Regions from separate parts of the Mus musculus genome. Here regions 1 and 3 are each linked to region 2. The links are chromatin contacts, called in public Hi-C and promoter capture Hi-C maps. All regions are on one chromosome and are shown on one strand. The core of a region is the stretch at or near the end of the contact, and the rest is flanking DNA. Distances in the headings are between cores, read along the strand shown.

Region 1 (2,779 bases), core at 96-2,595, 400 kb after region 2:
ATCCTAAACCCTAACCCTAACCCTAACCCTAACCCTAACCATTTGCTTGTCTAAATTTTTCTAAACTCTAATGCCACAACATTCAAGTATTTCCTAAGGTGTGTTGGGGGACAGAAAAACTGCTCAGCAATTCAGAGCACTTACTGCTCTTGTAGAGAATCCAGGTTCAGTTCCCAGCCACCTCTGACCTCCACACACTTGAACACACAGGACCAAACATCGTATATGTGTATGTGTATGTGTGTGTGTGTATGTGTGTGTGTGTGTGTGTGTGTGTGTGTCTGTGTATGTGTATGTGTATGTGTATGTGTATGTGTATGTATGAGAGACAGAGACACAGAAAGAGAAACAGAGATGCTAAGATCCAAAGAGTTTCTGCTCCACCTCACACCCACTCCTGGCTCATCTGGCAGTGAAGTAGCAGGCAGGGTTACAGTATGCCAGTGGGGTATCAATACAGGATCCCTGTGGACAATCTTTTCCTCCTTCTAGGCTGAGTCCTAGACAGAGACACGGGAATGTCTACTCTGCACCCTAGCGTCCAAGCAGTGGTCTCTCCCAGTCTTGTTCCTGCCCTTAGCACTTCAGTCACAGGCAGGCATTAATGTAATGAGTCTAAAAGTGTCTCATGGGAAAAGGACCCTAAGCAAACATGGAAAGTATTGTTATTCTCCCCCCCCCCCCAAGGCCTTCCCAGCCTGCAGTAAAGATAAAAGAAACAAGAACTTGACTTCCCTGGCAAGGGAGATGGGAGGAGTCAGAGTCCTTAGGGAGTCTCCCCCAGGAGGCTTTGCAGTGTAAACTTGCTGTGATTTTAATGAGATAAAACATGGAACTTTCTATTCTGTGCCAACCACATCTTTCTCTTGAGCATAGAACGAAAGGAAAAAGGAGCAAAAACCTGGGGATATGTGGCTGTCCTGTAGCTTCCCCTGGTGTGCTCCGGCACACACCATCACACACTCTTCCCCAAGACAGAGAGCAAGTATGCTGTTGTCTACACACACACACACACACACACACACACACACACACACACACACACACACACAGAGTAACAAAGTTTATACAGGATGTAAATAAATCTCAACAATTTTCCAATATTTTTAGGAACCTGGAGAAACTAGGTGGGAATTAAGGTTATATTCCAGGGTCTTTCGACAAATCTCATTACAATAAACGTCAGCTCATTGAAGATGAGGACTCACTGACCCAGAATCTCATTGACCTATGAGAACTCTATACTCTGTTATTTTTCTTCTTCCTCTGTTCTTCTAACAGGAGCAATGTAAGGAGGGAGGGTTTATTTGGGTTTGTGGTTTCAGAGGATCCTCCGTTCACCATGGTAGTGACTCATGGTGGCAGTCAGAGCCTGCAGTAGAGGGTCTTACATCATGGCTGACTAGACAGCAGAAAATACAGACCAAATCCCAAAGAGGTTCAATCCTTCAAAGACCCACCTCCCCCCAACCCCCAGCAACCTGCTTCTGCCAGCTAGGCTCCACTTTCTAAATGCGCCACGACCTTCTAAAACAGCCACGTGAGCTGGGAACCAAGTGTCTAATCTTATGAGGTTCCGGGAGACGGTTGATGTTCAAACCTCCACAATCACCTAGTGACTGGGGCAGGGTTCATCCATCACAGATAACCGTCAGTGTTGAGTCTCATCCCAGGAGGACGTCTGCCTCCCATAGCTTTCTCCCTGCACCCACCTAACCTCCCAAACCAAAAATGTTCTGCCATGAGAACTCTGTAGTGCTTTCTCCTCGTCTGCTCTAAGGCAGTGAGAGTGTGGGTACCAAGACATCTTAATACCTCATAAAGCATCTACTGAATGCCCAGCAACCAGATATACACTTCACAAGGACACTTACGCTCTCAATATGCAAGCCAAGTGTGCAAGTTGAGGACTTAAACAGGATGTGACTTACTGTGAACCAGACAGATGCCCCCTTAAAACTCCCAGCCACTGCCCTGTGGCCTGCCCCTCTGTGGAAGAATCTTAGAGCCACAATTCCTCCAACCTTAATCCCCGAGTCCTCTAGAAACTAGAGAAATATAGAGTGCTAGGCCCACTCCAGAAATTCTGAGCACACAATAAGGAACAAGCCAGAAGGATACTGAAGGAGAGTACCAGGAAGGATGCTGAAGAAGGGTACCCAGGAAGGATACTGAAGGAGGGTACCAGGAAGGATGCTGAAGGAGGGTACCAGGAAGGATGCTGAAGGAGGGTACCAGGAAGGATGCTGAAGGAGGGTACCAGGAAGGATGCTGAAGGAGGGTACCAGGAAGGATGCTGAAGGAGGGTACCAGGAAGGATGCTGAAGGAGGGTACCAGGAAGGATGCTGAAGAAGGGTTCCCAGGAAGGATGCTGAAGGAGGGTACCAGGAAGGATGCTGAAGGAGGGTACCCAGGAAGGATGCTGAAGGAGGGTACCAGGAAGAATGCTGAAGGAGGGTACCAGGAAGGATGCTGAAGGAGGGTACCAGGAAGGATGCTAAAGGAGGGTACTCAGGAAGGATGCTGAAGAAGGGTTCCCAGGAAGGATGCTGAAGAGGGGTTCCCAGGAAGGATGCTGAAGGAAGGTACCCAGGAAGGATGCTGAAAGAGGGTACCAGGAAGGATGCTGAAGGAGGGTACCAGAAAGGATGCTGAAGAAGAGTACCCAGGAAGGATTCTGAAGGAGGGTACCCAGTAAGGATACTGAAGGAGGGTACCAGGAAGGATGCTGAAGGAGGGTACCCAGGAAGGATGCTGAAGAAAGGTACCAAGAAGGAT
Region 2 (2,700 bases), core at 94-2,593:
TGACCTGCTCTTCCGGCAAAGTTCTACCTTGTAAAGTTTCTAGGGCCCTCCATAGTAGCACCACCAGCTACAGACCCGTTGTTTAGCATGAGCCTGTGGGAGACGTTGAAATCATCCCAGGCTTCAGGCACTGCCGTGGGCCTTTCTGCTTTAGAGCAGCTTCCTCGGTACCCGTCACCTGGACAGCTCTCACCAAGGGCATGCTTCCTCCCCTCTGACATCGAGCTTTATTTAAACTTTACCCCCTTACTAAGTGTCCTGTGGTTACATCCATCCTGTGTTGTCCTCTGTGTCGCTCCTTGCACTGTGTAGCTGGATAACTCTGTGGGTTCCCCACCATTCTCTGCTCTTGCCTCGTTAATTCATAGGCTGGATATGCCCAAGTCCCTGCTGAAAGAATTCTGAGTTGACCAGATGTGTGTGGCTCACATGAGCAGGTACAGAGTTAGGCTTCCTTCTGCCGTTGTTCGGGACATCTTTCATATAGTATAGAATAAATTATTTCCACTTTTCTCTGTCTGACCATCTGTGTGCGACACAGGCTTTGTCACCAGAATGCTCCTTTCCCTGTTCCCAGCTCTCCTGTTTGAGTTCAGTCCTTGTCACAGGAAAGCCCAGAACCTCTGACTGACACCCCCATGTCGTGCCCTCCCTTACGTAGGAACTCTGGAAAGGAAGAAGACAGCTAGTTGCTTTTGGCTTTCGAAAATGACCTCAGCAAAACATGCTTCCTCCCCAAGACTTGTTATAGCTAGAAGCTGGCACATGAAATCAAGTCTGTAAGTGGCTTAGCATCCAGGCTGAGTGCTGGAGAGTTGGGCCTTCAGGAGGAAAGGTTCTCAGGTCCTAGTGTGCAAAAGCTTAACAGCTCCCACTCAAGTGCGTCCATCTCACCTCCAGAGTGTGTATGAGAGGAGCCAAGTTTACTGCCCCTGACTGATGGCACCACTGGACTTGTTAATGGCCTTGGAGTCTGTTGCAGGAAGTGATTTCTAATCTGGCTTTTCTGTCACTTGTGTAGACCTCTCTCCAGTGACCTCTGCCCTCTCTGATTGATGATGGAGACACTGGAGAGCTTTGGAAGCAATGCTCTCAGACTATTTAGGTTGGTAAAGAAATAAGTTAATCAGCTCCCAGAAATAGCTTGTGTGTACACACCCTGGAGTGTATGGTAAGGAGATGTAGCCGTGCTGGCTGGCAGTGCAAGACTCTTGGATTCATTTCTGACTGGGGGCTAGGCCGAGGACCTAGGAAGTAGCTGGAAATCTGAGTTCTAGACTGTCCTGTGAAGCCCACAGAATAAGGAAATGCACCAAAGGCCCTGGTTTCTCACTGGGAGGAAGCCTGGGAAGCCCAGCTGAGGGGGAGTGGCCTCAGAGGAAAGCTGCCAGGCTTCAGTGTAGAGGAGACTCCTGCTTCCTCAGGGCTACTTGAGATATAATTAAGAGCAGGAGTCATTAGGGACCAGACATTGGTGGCTAGAGTCCTGAGGATTCAAGTGTAGAGACAAGCTTAACCCCAGAGCCTCAGGGGTGTGTTTCAGAGAGGATGAGGCCAACAGCTGTGAGCCCTTGCTCTCCCTCCCTCCATGCTCTCCCTCCCTCCATGCTCTCCCTCCCTCCATGCTCTCCCTCCCTCCATGCTCTCCCTCCCTCCATGCTCTCCCTCCCTCCATGCTCTCCCTCCCTCCATGCTCTCCCTCCCTCCATGCTCTCCCTCCCTCCATGCTCTCTCTCCCTCCATGCTCTCCCTCCATGCTTTCCTCCATGCTCTCCCTCTGCCCACTTAGCTTCTTCCCTGCTGCGATGTTGAAATACTCTGACAAATGCAACCTTAGGGAGAAAGAGTCTATTTTAACTCACAGATAAGTAGGATCTATCATGAATGGGAAATCTGGACAGCAGGAGCTTGAAGCAGTCAGGAAACAGAGAGGAATGAGTGAGAGCCAGTATCCAGTATGTCCACTCCATTTTACCCAGCCCAGGAGTGGTCCCACTCACAATTAAGATGGCTCTTCCTATGTCAGTTACTGTAATGAAGACTGTCCCCACAGGTGTGCCCACAGGTCAGTCTTTCAGCTTGTCAGGTTGACAGTGCTTGCTTCAAGCTCCCCTCCCCTCGCTCCTTCCCTGCCTCACTTTTTCTTCCGTCTTTCAGTTTCCCCTTTCCTTTCTCCTTCCCCATCTCCTTCCTATATAAAATGGCATCTGACAGGACACATTTGACTTTCTTCAGCGGTGGAGGCAACTTGGAAGAAGCAGGGGGCAAGAGAGTGGCATGAGGCTCCCTCGTGGTGGCAGTGGCACTGCCCAAACTAAGCTGCTCCAGGGGAGCCTCATATTATCTGGGTTCACGTCTTCATCATCTCCCACAAGCCCCCACCCAGCTCCCTTCTCTCCAGTGCTTGCCTTCCTCTGCAGCACTGAGAATGAAGGATGCTGCAGTCAGAGAGTTTCACACTGGGTTGGAGCTGGAGGTGTTTGTGCAACGCTTGCCTCCCATGCGCAAGATCCTAAGTTCAGCAGCCAGTCTAATAAACAGAAATCCTGCACTATCCACCCCACCTCAACACCACGTTCCTATTTAGTGTCTGGGAACTCAGGAACTACCCCTTTGCCAAGGCTGAAGTGCCCGTCTGTGGAAGTCCGTGCTTAATAACCCAGGGCTGTGAAAGGGCCAGATGGAGAACATTAGTGATTC
Region 3 (2,824 bases), core at 120-2,619, 260 kb after region 2:
CATTCAGTCTGGCTTCTTGACTGCTCAAGCCCAAACAAACCAAACTCAAATTTCAAATTATCTCTACAATGTCTAAGGGGGAGAGAGCTTTCTAAGCAGCTCAGAAGGACAAAACAGAAATATCTAGATGTTTTTGGATATATATGTATGCATATATTAAAGTTTGAATGTATATATGATCAAGGCATCAGAAAATCTGAGGGTACACTGTCCCGTAGATGACGACATCTAGCTGTGTCCTTGTATGGTGGGAGGAGCAAAGATGCTAATGTTATAACTTCTGAAGGCCACACCCCAATGGGGAGTAAGAATCAATACTTTAATTGAGACAGGGCATAGATATCCAGGTCATGGCAGGTTATTTAAGAAGTCTGCGATTTGATGGGAGAAGAAGCAAGAGAAAGGGGAGGTGGATGAGGGAGAAGAGGAGAGGTGAGGAGGGAGAGGAAGAAGCAGAAGAGGCCATGGGCACAGATCCCTCTATAAGGCCACATGGGAAATCCCGTTAGGATCCCGCTTTTCTGACCTGTATAGTACAAGGTGGTGGTGTATGATGTCACAGTTGGTGCTTGTGCTACAAACTGTGCCGGTAATGAATAAGTTGTGGGTTAATGGCCACTGTGTTCCAATATCTACAGGGTTGGTTCTCAGGCACAGAGATCTGAATTGGCACAGGTGCCAACACACACGTGCCTGACACCCAACAGGCTCAGGCGGGTACGTCTGGCACACACCCAAGAACCCCTTAGTGTTTCAGGCTAGCTTCACTCCTAATGCTGGAGACCTAGGAATTCTCCTGAGGTTCAGAGCTATCTTCCACGGCAGAGGCAAAGGCAGCCCAGTGCCCTCATCCTTCTGGCTTGTGAGAAAGGAAACCCTCTTGTCAGAGCTTTCATCCACCGCCTCTAGAAAACTGTCTCAAACTGCAAGACAGCCATGAACTGAGTCTACTTACAGAGAATTGTGGGGTGCCCATTAGGCATGTATAGGAGAGGACAGATTGAGCCTCCTCAGGTAAAAGGAAGCATCCGTTTGCCAGGCACTATGGGTACATGATGGCACCATCACCCTATGACCCGACAGGTCTCAGCTGAGGGGAAGTCACTGTGACAGGGCACTGCTGCGGTCACAGGCTGAGAAGAAATCTGGGACCTGCTGGAGCCCAGGGCCAACTCAGAACTGTACCGAGGAATTGTGTGCAGACATCTCTATCCATCCAGGCACACAGAGTATCATAACAGCTGAAATCTAAATTGAAGTCTAAAAATAGCACAATAAAATTACTTCCTTCCTTCACTCCACAGAGAGCAAGTGGGCTGACACTCACAGCTGCAGGGCACGGCTGACTTCCGGAGTTCGCATGGACAGAACGGTTACACAACTGCCCCATCTTGTGAACACATTGCCCATCCCAGAGAATGGGGGAGCCAGAGCAATTACCCGGTTGGTGGAAACTGATCATGGACATTTGATTATAGTTATTAATGGGGAGAATGGGAGACAGACCGCTGAGCGGCAGGCTAGCGCTAAGTGAATGTGTATGAGATTCCTGGAGGGGGATTAATTTCTGTTTGCTTTTCATCTCTCAGCTACCATCTGAATGTGACACCGAGTCTAAGCGTGACTTGTCACAGCCTTATCAGTATTCTGTGCCTTGCATGCTGGTCACATTATCTCCGCTGGATGTACCAAACGAGGGGTCTCTTGCTGTGGGGGTTCATTTTCCTCTGATTCTAATGCGGAACTGGGGTTAGCTAGTGATTGGCTTTTCAGGGGAGAATCGTACCTTGGCGTGTCAGAAAGACACTCTTCAAGCAAATATTTGCCTCTCTGTGTGTTTCCCATTGGCACTGAGCACACAGTTCCTAATCTGGAGGGCGCACAGGCTCTCCTCAAGCTTTCGGCCCCATCAGAGGACGCTGGGCTTTTTCTGTATCTCAGCTATGAGATCTCAAGCTCTTCAGGTGAGCCACGTCCCATTGTCCTGCCCGTGGTGGCCTCTCAGCCTCTGTGCATGGTTAAGTGACACACATGCAGTGCCAGAAAGCACGGTGCCAGACCACACTCTGTTCTGCCCCAAGTTCTGCTCTTCTCCAACCAGAGACAAAGATGATCTTATCAAGGCCTTCTCAGGGCTTTCAAGCCATGCTGTAGAGATAGTCCTGAAGTGTATCCTTCTCTAATGTTAGCAGACAGAAGGCCCCCAGAATCCATCAAGCCACACCAGAAAGATGATTCCTAAGTCATCCAATCTCTCTACCTTCCCCTGAGAAGCAGGCTGCTCCCCACATTGGATTGTGAGGTCCAGTGGGGAGGCCTCCCAAATGCAGCCAAATGCAGCCAAATCAATAACAGCAAGGGGATCACCTGACTGTGCTTAATATTTTTTTTGGGGGGGGGGTCAGTGAGTTAAAGCCAAAAAGCCAGTAGTATAAGAACCGTTGAGAAGACGAGATATGTGGGACATTGCCGGGCGTGGTGGTGCACATCTTTAGTCCCAGCACTTGGGAGGCAGAGGCAGGCAGATTTCTGAGTTCAAGGCCAGCCTGGTCTACAGAGTGAGTTCCAGGACAGCCGGGGCTACACGGAGAAACCCTGTCTTGGAAAAAAAAAAGATATGTGGGACACTCTATTCACCCCGACATGAGATCAGCATCATCTTTCTGGGGATTAGACTGTCTGGACATCAGTCTGCTGGCTGTCAGAAGAGTTCAGACTAAAGGAGTTTCAGACGAGAACCAGGCTCCAGGCTTCTGTGTGAACGTCCACCAGGTGTTTCCACTGCTGCCTGCACACCACACGTGGCCAAGCATGGCCATGAGAG

What was found. Hi-C and Micro-C count contacts between places; a contact is called where the count stands out from the background. Capture Hi-C pulls out chosen DNA fragments and counts their contacts.
Region 1: a contact with region 2 is called in a Hi-C map of bone marrow-derived macrophages, with 14 read pairs. The contact joins two enhancer-like sites. A contact is called at or near these places in 3 of 39 promoter capture datasets (cranial neural crest, maxillary cranial neural crest and second pharyngeal arch cranial neural crest) and 1 of 484 Hi-C or Micro-C datasets (bone marrow-derived macrophages).
Region 3: a promoter capture Hi-C map of adipose tissue shows a contact between it and region 2. The contact joins two enhancer-like sites. A contact is called at or near these places in 4 of 39 promoter capture datasets (cranial neural crest, frontonasal cranial neural crest, maxillary cranial neural crest and 1 more), 1 of 484 Hi-C or Micro-C datasets (LSK cells), 3 of 115 datasets of contacts at active chromatin or transcription factors (double positive thymocytes, embryonic basal ganglia and microglia) and 4 of 9 other capture datasets (adipose tissue, embryonic stem cells, embryonic trunk and 1 more).

What each region holds. Positions count from the first base shown.
Region 1 is chr8:125,092,242-125,095,020 of GRCm38.p6, reverse strand. The region is part of intron 3 of Disc1 (disrupted in schizophrenia 1); the gene reads right to left. Among named protein-coding and RNA genes, the nearest start is that of Disc1, 39 kb to the right of the region's middle. Within about 2 kb of position 1,345, at least 4 of the 459 cell types and tissues checked have an H3K27ac peak or open chromatin away from gene starts, as enhancers often do. A contact at or near this core is called in bone marrow-derived macrophages, where this site is marked.
Region 2 is chr8:125,487,649-125,490,348 of GRCm38.p6, reverse strand. The region is part of intron 3 of Sipa1l2 (signal-induced proliferation-associated 1 like 2); the gene reads left to right. Among named protein-coding and RNA genes, the nearest start is that of 4930566D17Rik, 33 kb to the left of the region's middle. Within about 2 kb of position 1,343, at least 10 of the 459 cell types and tissues checked have an H3K27ac peak or open chromatin away from gene starts, as enhancers often do. A contact at or near this core is called in adipose tissue, bone marrow-derived macrophages and microglia, where this site is marked.
Region 3 is chr8:125,225,851-125,228,674 of GRCm38.p6, reverse strand. All of the region lies in intron 10 of Disc1 (disrupted in schizophrenia 1), which reads right to left. Among named protein-coding and RNA genes, the nearest start is that of Gm30713, 160 kb to the left of the region's middle. Within about 2 kb of position 1,369, at least 74 of the 459 cell types and tissues checked have an H3K27ac peak or open chromatin away from gene starts, as enhancers often do. A contact at or near this core is called in adipose tissue and microglia, where this site is marked.